Linked DNA regions of Rattus norvegicus: region 1 is linked to region 2. The links are chromatin contacts, called in public Hi-C maps. All regions are on one chromosome and are shown on one strand. Each heading gives the region's core, a stretch centred on a gene start, on an enhancer-like site or on the middle of the called end of the contact. The rest is flanking DNA. Distances are from core to core; before and after follow the strand shown.

Evidence for each region. Hi-C and Micro-C count contacts between places; a contact is called where the count stands out from the background.
Region 1: a contact with region 2 is called in a Hi-C map of prefrontal cortex, with 5 times the contacts expected there. The contact joins the promoter of Pcdh1 here to the enhancer-like site in region 2. A contact is called at or near these places in 4 of 12 Hi-C or Micro-C datasets (the A7r5 cell line, frontal cortex, kidney and 1 more) and 1 of 1 datasets of contacts at active chromatin or transcription factors (oligodendrocytes).

Annotation. Positions count from the first base shown.
Region 1 is chr18:30,284,657-30,292,080 of GRCr8, forward strand. It overlaps Pcdh1 (protocadherin 1), which reads right to left and starts at 5,780. Exons shown (of 5, transcript NM_001100689.1): 1 at 5,599-5,780.
Region 2 is chr18:30,150,933-30,158,158 of GRCr8, forward strand. No RefSeq gene overlaps it. Among named protein-coding and RNA genes, the nearest start is that of Arap3, 70 kb to the left of the region's middle. Within about 2 kb of position 3,024, at least 67 of the 93 cell types and tissues checked have an H3K27ac peak or open chromatin away from gene starts, as enhancers often do. A contact at or near this core is called in kidney and prefrontal cortex, where this site is marked.

The DNA of each region.
Region 1 (7,424 bases), core at 4,530-7,029, 140 kb after region 2:
TGTCTCTTGAGAGCTGAGATTACAATTATAACCATCTAATTGTTTACTGTGTCATCTATCATTGGACCTGACACACAGTAGGCCTGAAGTAAACCATTCTTGCGTAGTGAGGATTATTTTAGTTGCCTGGATTTAGATCTCGATGGCCTTGGTCAACAGCTCTCTCACTTGCCTACTTGCCAATTCCCTAGGAATCTATTGGGATTAAAATGCAAATCTCCATTCAGAGTCAACTCTGTAGTAAATGTTCAGCAAACCTTCACCAAATGTACAGATTCCCTACACAACTCAAGCACCTTGCCTTCCTTGGGGAGCTTTCCACAAATGTAAACCCCTTTCTGAACCTGTGAGACCTTCACCAGACAAGAAGTGTTCATGCCTCTTCTCAGCCACGGTTCACTCTCTTTAAAGACGGAGGAATATCACGATCTTTCAATGTATCTCCAGAGGACTGTCTAAAACCTTCCTCTTTTATGTTCCCTACCCCCTGATCAAGAAGAGTTTGTGTTTCGGAGGCCACATTGCCTTGGAGAACTACACAACATCATCAAGCAAGATTTTTCTAGGAACATGTCTGTTCACAAAATCTGGGGGCAAATTGAAGGGTCAGTGGTCTGACAAAGCCAGGTGATTTGATTTTTGGCCAACTTGATAGCTAAGCACCATGTCTCTCACTTGAAGCTCTCTTCCTATCTTGGAATCGCAACCCTCACAAAACCTTCAGTCCTCCCAGGCCCACTTCCCTTTTAAGACCTTACTTTGCCTCCAGTGAGGCTTTTCACTGGGTAAGGCACACTCTAAGGAAGTTCTGGGGATGGAGTGGAAAGAGAGGGTTGCCCAGAATGGGGACAAGGGTTAAGGACGGTTTAGGTCCTTGAAGTACTTGGGGAATTCTTCCAAAATAAGGATTATCTGGCCCTACCCTTAGGAATTTTGATTGGAAGGTGGGATCTGGAGAACCCCTAGGCAATTGTAATACAAAGGTCTGGGAAAACAACGGTGAGAGACACTAGTTGAAAAACAGCCTTAGCTATGCAAACTATAGATCATCACATCCGTCACCACCAACAAATTAAGGTTCTACTGGTGCACTGCTAAACATTTTAGTGAATTCTCTCAGTCATTTGAAATTGATATTATTTATTATTATAGCACGTCTCCAAATCTTTTTTTTTCTGTTTTTCAAGATAAGGTTTCTCTGTGTAGCCCTGGTTGTCCTGGAACTCAATCTGTAGATCAGGCTATCCCTAACTCAGAGATTCATCTGCCTCTGCCTCTGTCTCCTGAGCTCCTCTTTCATCACCCTGTTCTGAGGCTGTCCATCTGCCCATCTTATCAGACCTGTCAGTACAGTCCTGGTCATTGGTCTCTCACACACCCCCTAGCCCCCCAAAACCCCTCAACTATGGTGAACCCTTCCTCTATTCAAATGGAGTGCCCACCATGCGCCATCCAGACACAAAACTATGTTAAACACTCTAGGTCGAAAATGGTATGAAAGGACGAGATCTATGAAAGAACATCTCTTCCCATCTTAAAGACTGCATCTGGAAAGACTCGACAGAAAGCTAAAGCTGAAGTATGGCATTCCCTACATTGATTACCGCTCACTCAACCCTGGCTTGCCAACCTGGCCTGACCAGGAAGGAACCCAAGCTCCCAGCCACTAGCAGGTGTAGAGTCATGTGGCCTGCCAGGAAGGGCTGGGAGAAGCAGTAAAGAGGCCTTTCCACATCCCTACCCCCAACACTACTGAACTTTGTCCCAGGCGGTTAGTGTAGGGAGTCATTAGTCTCAGGCGGTGGCCTTTGAAGCGATTAGTACCTTATCTGCCTGAGCTGCCTTCCTAGGCGAGGGTGCCTCTCCACCTAGTGACAGAGGTGCCCAAGACACTGACAAGACAGGCCCTAAGTAGAGAAAGGAATCAGGATCGAGGAGACCAAAAAACCATCAGAAGTGTGGGAGTGAGGGACAAGGGGACAAGAGTCCTGAAAGGTAGAAGGAAACCCCATCTTATGTCAACATCTGAGACACATGAGGTATGAGGACAGATGAGGGTTCACTTGGAACCTTCATTTCCACACCACTTTGGGACCAAGGTTCAGTTCTTGCTGGATGTGAAGAGCTTTCTCTGTTCAGTGAGTAGGTCAGCTCTGAAGCCCCTGACCCCCACACCTGCTCCAGCACCATTACACAACAGTCTCTGGTACTGCGAGCTCAAAACACCAAAGTACAAAGGGACCATCTGAGAGCCTGGGTGGGAGGGTAAGCAAGGCGAGCTGCATGGGGTGGAGCTGCTCAGGGGCTTCCCACAGCGAGCAGTACTGTTCTTCTTCCCTATCTTCCAGAACCAGCTATTAGCCTCTGCAGGCTTCCAGGCACCTGCATTCTTGAACCAGATTGCTGAGTTCAAACCCTCACCCCAACACTTCCCAGTTGTGTGTCCTTATTTCCATATTATAAAATGGGGTGTTGTGGGGGGGAGGGAGATCCTGCCTCTTGGGCAAGCAGGATGGCTCAGTGGATAAAAGGGCTTGTCCCCAAGCCCTTTTAATGACGGCAGTTTAATTCACGAGACCTACAGAGTAGAAGGAGAAAACTGACCACTGAAAGTCATTTTCTGACCTCCAAATGTATGTGTGCACACAGACAAACTAGATAAATAAATGTAATACATTAAAAAAAATCTGCCTCTTGAAGTTATTTGGGAGAACTAAATGAGATCAGATACACTGCAAGACGGATTCGGTATTTAAGTCTTCCAACCCTGTGACAGAGCATTTCACTCCACCACCGGGCACATAGTAGGTGCTCTCAGGCTCAATGAATCAATGAACGAATATGCTAGCCTATGAAAGAATAGATAATGTGTGTTCTACTACTGCACCCACAGTGGGCACTGGGAAACAGTATCTGCTCAATACATTGTTTCACAAAATCCATCTCTGCAACACCAGCTACCTTTGTTCCTGCCAGGGCCACCTCTCACCCCACATCAGAACCGGAACCCCAATCCCTCTTAGCTCCTCCCCACCCATGCAGGCCCCATTGCACACAGGGTCTCTTGCCCAGCTCTCTGCAGAAGTACCCAGAACTGCGAAATACTCCTTTCCAGCCAGTGCTTTCTAATATGGAACTAGAGGCTGGAGAAGAAAAGGAGACGACTAGATGAGGCTGTTCCAGAGCCCCGGCCTGTTCCCCCATCCCTGTTTTTCGTCCTTTCTGAGGTTTCATAGATTCTCTCCTGGAACGCATCCTCTACCCTAGTCTGGTTATTACAGGTTCCAACACCGCCGCGGAGCCCCTACTCAAGCAAGTAGCACCCAGGCGCTCTCACACATTAGACCTCTAAGGCTGCCACAAATACCTTCTGGGTTGTACAAGTCCAGGCGACCGAGAGCAGGTGCTGGAAGAAGCACGGCACCTTCCAGCTCTAAGTCCTGGGTTTAACCAGCAGGAGCAGCCCTAGTCCTTACCTTCTCGGTCAGTGACCGCTCTCCGTACACACCCAAGCACGCCTGAGCGCCTCCTCCCAGAGGACGCCTAGTGTGTGCGTGTGTGTTTGTGTGTAGTGGGGGACGGCGGCCGCTCCTAAGGCTTTGGTCGCCATCCCCGCCCCCACCAGGGTGACGCCTGGCCTCCTGGAACCCAAGGTGAGACTAGGTGAGGCGCAGTATAGTAAGAACTCTTAGGCCAGGCGGTCACTTGCGTCCCTCGCCTTCAGGACCGCCGCGGGGAATCCCTCCTCTCCCGCATCTCCGGCCTCCGCCTAGGTCCCCCACAAGCCGGCGCCGGCGGGAGCAGCGCAGCGGGCGCCGGGAGGGGGGCAGGGAGGAAGCCGGCGCCGGAATCACAAAGCCGCGAGCCTGGCCGGGCGGGGACATTCTCATAAAACCGATCCTCTCAAGGCGGCAGAAACGGGGTACTTGCCCTGCACTCAGTCCTCGATGGCCTCAGCGTCACTCGTTTTTCCTGCTGAAGGAATAGTTACCCTCACTGTTGGGGAAACTGAGGCTAGAAGCCTCAACTACCGGAGAGTGGCCGGAGGAAGGAACGAGAGTCCTATTCGCCTACCAGTTTTTCTTCTGCGCATGCTGCGGTCTCCATTCTGGCCCCGAGGCTTTGTCGGTACACCGAACTGGCCTGCGACCGGGCCCCAGTAGAGGGGCACGCAGGTGTGCGGGACCTAGGTGTGCTAGGGACCCAGGTAGCTCGGAGAAAGCAGCTAAACGGCCCGAAAAAGGTTTCAAACACCTCTAGTATTGTGCAAAGGGATCTAGGGCCACACAGCTCCAGGGTGGCGGCCCGGCGCGGCCTGTCAGGTTCAGCTTGTTCCCGGAATACCCAGCTGGTCAGGCCCCGGAGTGGAAGTGGGGGGGAGGTGTCGCCGAGAAGCCGGTCTGGCCGGCCCGGGGGCTCCGGTTGTGCCGATATTTACAATAACAAAGTCCCGATTGAGGTGACAGGGCTCTGGGTGCTCTCTAGGAGAGCCTGGAGGCTTCTCCCGAGGGAATCTGGCCAGGGAGAGTGGAGTGTGGTGTGGTGTGTGTGTGTGTGTGCGCGCGCGTGTGTATATGTGTGTGTGTGTGCGTGTGCGCGCGCGCTGCAGAGTGTAATGTGACACTGTTGGTGTAAGGTGTGTGTGACAACCAGTGTTAAGATGCTTGAAGCAGTGAATTCTGCTTGTGAGGCGCTGCTGTAGGTACCTCTCTGCTAAGGAGTGTGCTATCTAAGCGTGTTATGAGACACTGGGTTGTGTATGTGTGGGTGCAGTAGAGGGGCAAGCAAGACCTGTGCTGTATACCTATATCCTGGCCAAGGAGTGGGCACCCATTTGTGTTAGGGTGTGTTCCTTCAGCGGTATGTGTAGGGAACTAGGTTCAGCGTTCATCTGGCGAACCGAGGCAGTTATATTCGTACAGGAAGGCACGAGGTTGTGTTTGTGTGTCCGGCATTGCTCAATATCATACCCGATTGTGCTGTAGCTATCTATGGCCACGGGTTGTGTGTCCCCGCTGCTGATCGTGCAGGCGCTGAAGCAGATTCTGAGCTGGTGACTGTGCCCCAGTGGGCGCTGGTGTGCGGGAGGTATGTCTGTGCTCACATATGTACGGATCAATGTATGTGTGTATGTGTCTGTGATGTGGCTCTTCCAGGTGTCCGCGACGAGCTGGAAGCGCCTGAGTGAGCTGAGCAAATCGCCCAACAAGTGTGTGTCGTGGATAATGTTCCTAGCTTCCCTAGTCCTCCGGCAGCCCCCGGCTGAGCTGAGGGCCTTGCGCTTCCCCGAAACCTTCTCCATTCCGCGCGCTCCAGGAGTCTCTCATCCCCGCGGCTTGGAGCGCGCCCGAGTGCGGACGCCGGGGCCGGGGTCCAACTCGGCACCCCCTCCCTTCTCTCCGCTTCTTGCAGTGGACCTTGGAGGCTAGGGAGCCCCGGCCGCAACCCCCCACTCGGTGTCCCAGCGGCCTCCGCCTCAGTCCCGGTGAGCTGGGCATCGACTGGGCCCCGGTCTCCTCGCTCCACCGAGCGCCCCTCCCTCAGCTCCTGCCGGCCATGGCCGCTCTGGGCCCCGAGCCGCCGCCGCCAGCTCCTTACCCGCCTCGGGGCAGCACCGGTCGCCCGCCCCGCTGTCCGTGAGCCGCCGCCGGCCCCGGCGCGGGCTGCGGCTCTGCACGGCTGGGGCTGGCGCTGCGGTTCAGGCTCCGGCTCCGGCTGGCTGTGGGCGTAGCAGCCCGGCGGCTTCGCGTCCTCACCGCGCTCCCGCTCCGCTAGTGTGTGAGGCGGCAGCGGCGGCGGCGACGGCGGCGGAGCCAGCAGAGAGCGGAGCGCACAGCCGGCCCGCCCCCTCCCTCCCCCTCCCTCCCGGCCTGCCCGCCCTCCTCCCGCCACCCCCCTTTCGGCCGAGAGGTGGAGCCCGGATCGCTCTGGTCCCGCTGGGAGGGGACCCTGACCACCGCGCCCCCAAAACAGCACCCCCCCCTCTTACGCCCTCCCCCCCAACCCGGCCACTTGCCTAAGGCCGACTGCACTGGCTTCCTTTGCCGCTCTTCACCTTATACTCATCCCACCCAAGCCTGGATCCATCTAGGACCCTTCGGAATTGCTCTCTCCTGCCTTAAACACCTGTCCCCTACTCTGCCGCCCGGGAAGTCAAAGCACGGGAAATGTCTCTTCTGGTTCTTTCCTTTCCAGCATCTTCTCAGCGGAGCTGCCCCTCCAGGCCCACCCTCTTCCCACTCAGACTCCGGAGTCTGCTCTCCCGAGTGGCCCTCCCTTCTCTTTGCGCCCCGGGGAAGTCCGCCCATCCCCCTCCGGCCGGAGCTGTAATATGGGTGAGATTGTAAAAGGAACTGTGGAAAGGACTAGGGGATGGGATCTTGGAGCTCTACAGTGAGGACTAGGAAGAAAATCAAGTGCGAGGATGAAATGACGCTCCTAATGTCAGTCTGTTGAAGTCCCCTGATCACCTGCCCTCTGGGCAGTGTAGAGCTTCTGCCACGCGCTTCAGGCAGTGACTTAACACACTTCATATAGTCAAATGGATATCTACCCCGTGAAGCCGCTCAGTGTCACGACTGTGTCACACGCCCTCACCGTGCCACAAGCTCCCTGCCACACACTCGGCGAGTCACACACCGTGTCACAGGCAGTGTCTCACACTCCAATACTTGGTTTCTTGCGCTCAGCTCTGGCTCTCTGGCGCCATCTTGAGGTGCTTGAGCAGCGTGGGCACTCCCTCTCGCTCAGGTTTTGGTACCCAGGCTGCCAAGTGCCCCAATTCAGTAGGACCTCCTGCCTAGTTCCGCTTTATAAGCCAAGGCTCCATGTTTCAGGTCAGACGAATGAGGAAGGTTAGCTGTAGCAAGGCCAGGTTCTGTGTACGGAAAGTGTCTGCGTGTGAGACGATTGTTCTCTAGGTCTCTGCCATTACCTCTGCACACCCACACCCCTGTCCCTCCCTCATTTTCCCATCTCCACCTTTCTTCTATCTCTGTTTCTTTCTTTTGCTTTCTCCTCTTCCTAGCCTCTGGGCCTTTTTATATGGGATATTCTTCAAGGTACGAGTGAGATCTGTAACTTGCTGAAGGAGAAACGGAGAACTGTCAGAGATCTTCCAGTGCACCCCCACCCCCACTCACCCACTTTCTGATCTGGACCTTCTGCTCCCCCTCAGCCCCAGGAACCCAATTGGGGCGCTCAACAGGAGATGCAGAAAGGGCCTGTCCTTTAAGTGGCTTCTCCCTGCTTCTTGCAAAGCTCACACTGCCTCACCACTGAACACAGTACCAAAAAGCAAATCAGTGGGCCGGAGAGAGGAAATCTTCCACAGAGGAGCTGCCCCAGCTTCCCTGCCCCCAGCATGTGCCTGTTGCCCACTGCAGCAAACCCTCCCAGGCTGCTTGCTGGGAGCCATTCAAAGG
Region 2 (7,226 bases), core at 1,774-4,273:
GGCAGGCAGGCAGGCAGGCAGGCAGGCAGGCAGGCGGTGGGAGTAGGAGGGAGGGGAACCGGCAAAGGAGAGTACACTGAGATGAAGGGAGAGTTGAAACAGAGAAGCAAGCTGAGCCAGAGATACAAGTAGGCAAAAACAGTGGCCAGGGAGAGGAATGGTTTTCTGTTTTATTTCCAGAACCTTCCTCAGAACCACAGGTACCAAGACAGCCTCCTTTGCGTTCCTGAAGCTGCGTTAAGCAGGTCCCCAGGCATTTTGTACCAGATGATGTCTTCAGCATGCATGCCAACTGGGGCCTTGCTCACTGATTTGCTTCTATGGTATATACGACCCACGTGAGAGCAGAGGTCATTGCTGCTGTGCTCTTCCCAGAGCTTCAGCACAGACTAGGCTCTCGGTGAGTGTTTATGAAATGTGTAGAGATTTGAAAAGGATTGGCAAAGGGGCAGGACCAGCTTGGCATCCTGGCACAGGTTTGAAGGTAAATAGAAGACGGCCCGGTTTGGTCACCACCACTGGCTAGATTTAAAGAGATGTTTCTGGTGAGGGAATGCTCCAGGAATTCTTTAGACAAAATTGAGCATCCTCTAGGACAAAGCTTCTTAAGATGTGACCTGAGCTATCTGTGTCCCTGAGTTCCCTGGAAGCCCGGATTTCTCTACACAGTCAATGTAATTTTAAAGTGGTTTTACGGGAAACAAGTCAGCTGGAGGCTCCTGGCCCCAGCCCTAGTAAAGTGTGTGTGTGTGTGTGTGTGTGTGTGTGTGTGTGTGTGTGTTGGAGGGTTAGTAGTTAGAATCCTTGGAGTGGATAGGGAAACTAAGGCCCATTAGGTCTAGTGAGGGTCCAGTGCATTTTAGAAACTTGAAGCAACTTGTGAGTAGGTATTCAAGGATACAGTCAGTCACATACAGATCAGGGATAACGTTCCACCTTCCCCAAGACTTGTGAGGAAGAGGAGGACAGCAACAAATGTAAAAATGAGAAGGACCCCATCCTGCTCCAGGCCAACTGAAGCTCTGCAGCTGGTCAGCCCTGCCTCACTTCCCAGGCAAGCTGTGCACCCACGCTGTACCCCAGGCTAGATTCCCTGCTTTTTCAGCCCCTCCCCCAACTTGTCAGCAATCTGTGCTCCATTCCATTACTGACTGGCTAGTATACCAGTATATCAGCCTCTAAAACACACACACACACACACACACACACACACACACACACATCATATCAACCCCATCATACCAGACACAGTCAGGGTCCTCACTGGACACTCAGCATATAGTTGTAGGTGCTCAAGAATAGAGGGCAGTTTGCCTGCGCCATGGTGCAGTTGAAGTATGTCTGTTCTGTGCTTCATCCTAGACTGAGAAAGTAGGGGTGGGGTGGGGGTTTGTGGAAGTGACATGGAAGCCAAGGGTCCAGCAGGTTGAAAAAAAAAGTTCAGCCATCCCATTACTGCCCAGGAAAACCAAGGCATGATAGGGCTGCCATCACTTCCCACTCAGCCCACAGCCCAGCAGCCCTGGCCTTATGTAATACCTCGAATGATGCATGTTCTGGGTGCCTCAGAGGCATCCACTGCTCTGTTTGCAACACTCCCTGCTTTAGACGGGGTCGGGGTGCCCTACGCTGTGTTCCTTCTACCCTTGAGTCTTCATGGATCTTCCTAGATCTCAGGATCTATATCTTTTGCTGTTACCACATTGAACACAGATTTGGTGTCTGTCTTCTTCCCTGGACTAAAGGCCTCATGATAGGAAAGAGTTCATCTGCATCTTGCTCACTGAGAGGTCTCTGGTACTACTACACACAGGCCAAGGTATACTGCAGGTTGTGAGACAGCAAGACTAAGGCTTAGGCAAATCCATTTGTTTTGAAGAATGGTTCTTTTTTTTTTTTCTTTTTTTCGGAGCTGGGGACCGAACCCAGGGCCTTGCGCTTGCTAGGCAAGCGCTCTACCACTGAGCTAAATCCCCAACCCCCTGAAGAATGGTTCTTAAACTGCAGTATGAAGGCTGAAAGGTAATCTCCCTTCACAGAGGCTACCATGCACAGGTGTCAAATGATTGCATAGATTGATGCAAAGGTGTCACAGGTGCAACTGTGACAAGTACTTAAGAAAGGGGCTGACAAGACCAAGTACTGGTCAAGTAAGCTGGGTTAGCAGAGCTCCCTTAGAAGATGATATTACTCTGAGGTTGGGAAGTCTATACAGGGCAAAGGCAGAAGAAAAGTGTTCCCGAGAGAGGCCCTGCATCAGACAGCACATGACTTCTATAAGGAAACAAAAGCCCATCCAGTACTGCTGACTGTGTGGGGTCACTGAAGGGGGCTGAAAGCAGGCAGAAGTCAGACCACCATGTAGGGCCTTGTCAACTGTGCTAAGCAATTTGTTTCTTCGTGGGCAAGCCAAAGATTTAAACACTGAAGAGTTTAAACAGCAAGGGGTGGGCACCATCAGCAGTGATAAGATGGAATTGCATTTTGAAAAGGTCATTTGGGCTTCTGTGGATGAAAGAGGAAGGGACTTGAGGAGAGACAAACAGGCCAATCAGCTATGCATTGTAGCCATTTAGACTTGTTCCCTCGAGTCCGGGCAAAGATGGAGGATACTGATGATTGTGTGAGAGAATATTTTCAATCCACACCACGGATGGATAGGTGAGGAAATCAGGAAGATTATCTATCCCTAACCCTTGCTCTTTTCTGGGCTTCCTTCTGGGATATCAGGCAGGTGACTCAACAAGGAGGAAGGGCTTCCAGGCCTCCTCCAGACACACAGGCACTCCCTGTTTTTGCTTGCGGGAGTGAGGTAAGGGTGCGGGGACTGGGCTTGGGGGCTGTTCTACACTGTGTTCCTCCATGCATCTTCTAGGCCGGACCCAGGCAGAGAGTGAGTTTCTTTCGTTCCTGCGGGTGCTTTGCATGCTGGGAAATGTAGTTCTGGAGCAGGTAACTGGGCTCCTGGTTGTGGGTCTGGCATGCAGCCTGGTTGCCATGACAGCAGCTGGGCTGGAGCCACCGAACCATTTCATCCACAGCTCTGCTGGCTCTGAGAGCTCCCAGCAAGAAAGCTTGGGCTCCAGGGAGGAGGGAGGGAGGAGAGGGAAGAAGAGGGAGAGGGAAGGAAGAAGAGGGAGGGAGGATCTTCTGGGCCTTCCCCAGAGGCCTAGGCTAAGCTTACCACTGTATGGCGCTTGTGGACTGAGTAGAGAGAAGTCACTAGCTCAGGCTCACAGCAGGACTCTGAGCTGTTGGAGCCGTTCTTGTCAGTCAGACCCTGTAGGTTCAGCTCTATGAATGCAGAAGCCCTCAGCCGACCAGAGTAAGAAGGATGCGGCCCTCCTCCCCAGGGGAACTCAGCATGAGTGGAAAGGCAAGAGAGTGCAAAAGCGTTACTTAGGAGGGAAAAGCCCTGCCCATCTTTCCTCCAAAGTGTCCCTAGGATGCATTCCCTCTCTCTGCCTGTTGGCCACAGTTCTAGTCCATTCTCACTCCCCAGAGAAGGCTTTCTAAAACACAAATCTGGCCCTGCCACCCCGCACACCCCTGCTTAAAATTCTTCAATGGCTCCCCTTTGCCCACGGCTGGACTGGGTCCAGCCACTCTCCTAACGATCATTCATGGCTTTTCTGATTCTGGCCTGCAGCTTGCTGTCCAGCGATCCTCCTGCCTCCCCATCTGCTACACTGTAACAAGGTTTTCTCCTTCATCCCTGTCTTTGCACACGCTCTTCTCTGCATGAGGTGTCCTTCCTCCACCTCCTACCGTCAAGCCCACCAGACCCAGCCAACATGCTCCCACCCCACACAGTTTTCCCCGAACTCTTCCAGCAGGGGAAGAATGAATGGCCCGCTGCTCTGAGCTCCCAGAGCACTTTGTAGTTCCCTCTAAAGCACTTATCACCCATGTTGTGATGATTGTCTCAGTAGCTGCCTCTCCCCTCCCCTCTCCCCTGCATCTGAGCCATCCCAGGATCCCCAGAGCCCGGCACAGTATCTGGCACAAGATAGGCACTCAATAAATAGTGAGTGGGATTGAATGCAGAAAAGGAAGGCTTTTTGGGCCTTTGCCACACTCCCACTCTGCATTCCTGGACCTCTCCTTTCCCAGCCTCTCCCTTGGGGCCCTGGGCACTTGAGCATGGAGTACCTAGTGGTGCACCGCAGGTGAGTAGTGGACCTTGACAAGAGACTGGTGTGTTCTATTCTGGGCAGGGGCGGCATAGGCACCTGCACATGGAGGCTGAAAGCCTTTTCCTGTCACTCGGAGTTTGCATCAAGTCACACCCAAGTCTCCAGAGATGAGGTGCCTGTATCTTCAATGGAGCCATGATTTATGAACCGAGCTCCAGGAGCTGAGAAAACCAATTAGGCTTCTGTGCTTCTCCACCTGGAGGCAGAATAATTCCAGGAAAGTCCTTTCTTCTGGGCAGAGCCTCCATCTGCCTGAGCCTCAGCCTAAGCCTTGCCCAGACAGCCTTCCCTGCTGCCCCTAAGGTCTGCTCCCTGCTCTTGCTCTAAGCTTCCTGGGCCGGCTCTCAGAGAAGAAGGCTTTGATTCTACTGTGTAACAAACATCAGGGAGCCCTTTCTGGGTTACTGACCTTCCTAAACCTTGTTTCCTCATCATAATAAGAGGGTTGTTGTTGTTGTTGTTGTTTGTTTGTTTCAAAGTCCTTGCTTGTCTAGGTCATTCATTCATTCATCCATTCATTTATATATGCATTCACTCATTCATTGATATATTCTCTCTTTCTCTTTTTAAGATTTATTTATTATTTGTAGCTGTCTTCAGACACACCAGAAGAGGGCATTGGATCCCATTACAGATGGTTGTGAGCCACCATGTGGTTGCTGTGATTTGAACTCAGGACCTCTGGAAGAGCAGCCAATGCTCTTAACCTCTGAGCCATCTCTCCAGCCCATCTCTCTTTTTTAAAAGAGTTATTAGGTGCCTTCTTGGGCAGGGTGCTGGATTAATCACCAAGAAATGACTCAGAGACATGGGCCCTACTCTCAGGAAGCTTTCAGTCTGAAGATCAGCTTCAAGTGCTTTGAGGCAGAAGTGCAGATAGTTACGTGCAATGGTTCGCCTGATTTGAAACATTTATTTATTTATTTATTTATTTTTCTTTTTCTTTCTTTCTTTCTTTTTCTTTTTCTTTTTTTTTTCTTTTTTGCTCCAAGACTCTCAGCTGTGCACCTGTGGTATTGGCAGGTGTGGGAGGTAAGAATAGGAATGACCCAGGTGTTTCCCTCCCAGGCCCTCAGCCACCAGATTCTACAATGGTGATGGGGCCAGGAGAGAGGAGGAGAGAGGAGGGCCCAGGCACTCTGGGGAAGGGTCTCTAAGATGTGGAGACTGGTCTTTTTCACCCAAGAGGAGAGAATGTGAATGGGTGGGGCTTGAGCAAAACTGGGCCAGGAAACAGCCTTCCTTGGTGTGCTGGCTAGGCTTACTTACGTCAACTTGACACAAGCTAGAATTACCTGAATAGGAAACCTCAATTGAGAAAACACCTCCATAAGATCCAGCTGTAAGGCATTTTCTTAATTAGTGATCAGCGTGGGAGGGCTCAGCCCATTGTGGGTGGGGCCATCCCTAGGTTGTGGTCCTGGCTTGTTTAAGAAAGCAAGCTGAGCAAGACATGAGGAGCAAGCCAGTAAGCAGCACCCCTCCATGGCCTCTGCATCAGCTCCTGCCTCCAGGTCCCTGACCTGCTTGAGTTCCTGTCCTGACTCCTTTCAGTGATGTGGAAGAATACGATAAATAAAACCCTTTCCTCCCCAGTTTGTTTTTTGGTCATGGTGTTTTGTCACAGCAATAGAAACCCTAAGACATCTGGCTAGGTGAAAGGATGATGAATTGAGGTATTCCTACTGGGAGAGGGAAGGGCTTCAGCCTCACAACCTGAAGGAAATGGGTGTTTCCAGAGCTCTTGGAGGCTGTGATGTCACCTCTGCAGTACAGATGTGAATTCTGCAAAAGGTTGAGGAAAGCAGGGTCTGGTGTTCTCTTACTGCCTTTCCTACATGCTAGGCCCATAGCACTGAATGACCTCCTCTAGTCCTGTTGCTCCCAGGACTCAGGGGGCCTAGGGCTCCAGGGCTTAGAGAAGATAAGGCAGAATCGATTCTAGGGTGGAAGGGAGACCAGAGACTGGAATGAGGGAATGAGCTGGAATGAGAGTGGATGGTGGTGGTCCTTGATGCTTCTGGAGAGTACCCTACTCTGTGAGTTCTGGGTCTCAATTCCCCCTAGCTATAAAGTCTGCTAAATGTTGGACATATCTGGGGAAATCCCCAAGGCTCTTTGGTTTCTCTTCTGTAGTTGGAACAGGGTAACATGCCCAGAGGCTACAGAGAAATGCTGGCTCCACCCTCTGCCAAGGGACTCAAACCAGCATTTGTTGACATTTCTCAAGACACCCTCAGTGCAGGTGACATTTCAGAGACCTGCTCTCTGACAGGGCTGGAGGATGTAAGCCTGACCCTGAAGCCTTTGCTCCAGACTCAGACCCCACGGGAACAAACCTTTCCTTCTCTCCACCACCTCCACCCAGTGTTGAAACTCCCCGGGAGGCTCCGTGCTGTCTTAACATGCTGACGGGGCAAGACTGAAGCAGGTGTGGGCTCAGCCCTTTGCTTGCCAAGCCTCAACATCTGTCTCTGTGGGATGGAACTCACAATCCTTGCTCCCTTCAGAGTAGAGCTGTAAGCTCTCACAATGGTGAGAAAAGAAAAGTGCTACATCAACTGTGTGCTGTTGTCTAAGAGTGAAGTTGGGACGGAAGTATCAGGCCCTGGGGAGGGGTGCAGTGTGGAGGATCAACAGGTGCAGAGGCTGGAGGCCTCCGGCCGGGTTAGGGTAATTTCATACACTGGAGAGGGTCGTGGGTAGGTAGAGGTCAGCACAGGGAACTAGGAGTACTCTGTGATGCTAACAGAGTGGCAACACAGCTCAGGACCACATCAGAACCAGCCCAGTCTAAGGCCAGACAACCTTAAACATGCTTGATCTTGGGAACTAAGCATGATTGGGTCTAGTTAAATCATGTCCAGGTGAGGGAGCTGGAGAGGTGGCTCAGCAGTTAAGAGCACTGACTGCTCTTCCAGAGGTCCTGAGTTCAATTCCCAGCAACCACATGGTGGCTCACAACCATCTGTAATGGGATCTAATGCCCTCTTCTGGTGTGTCTGAAGACAGCTACAGTGTACTCACATA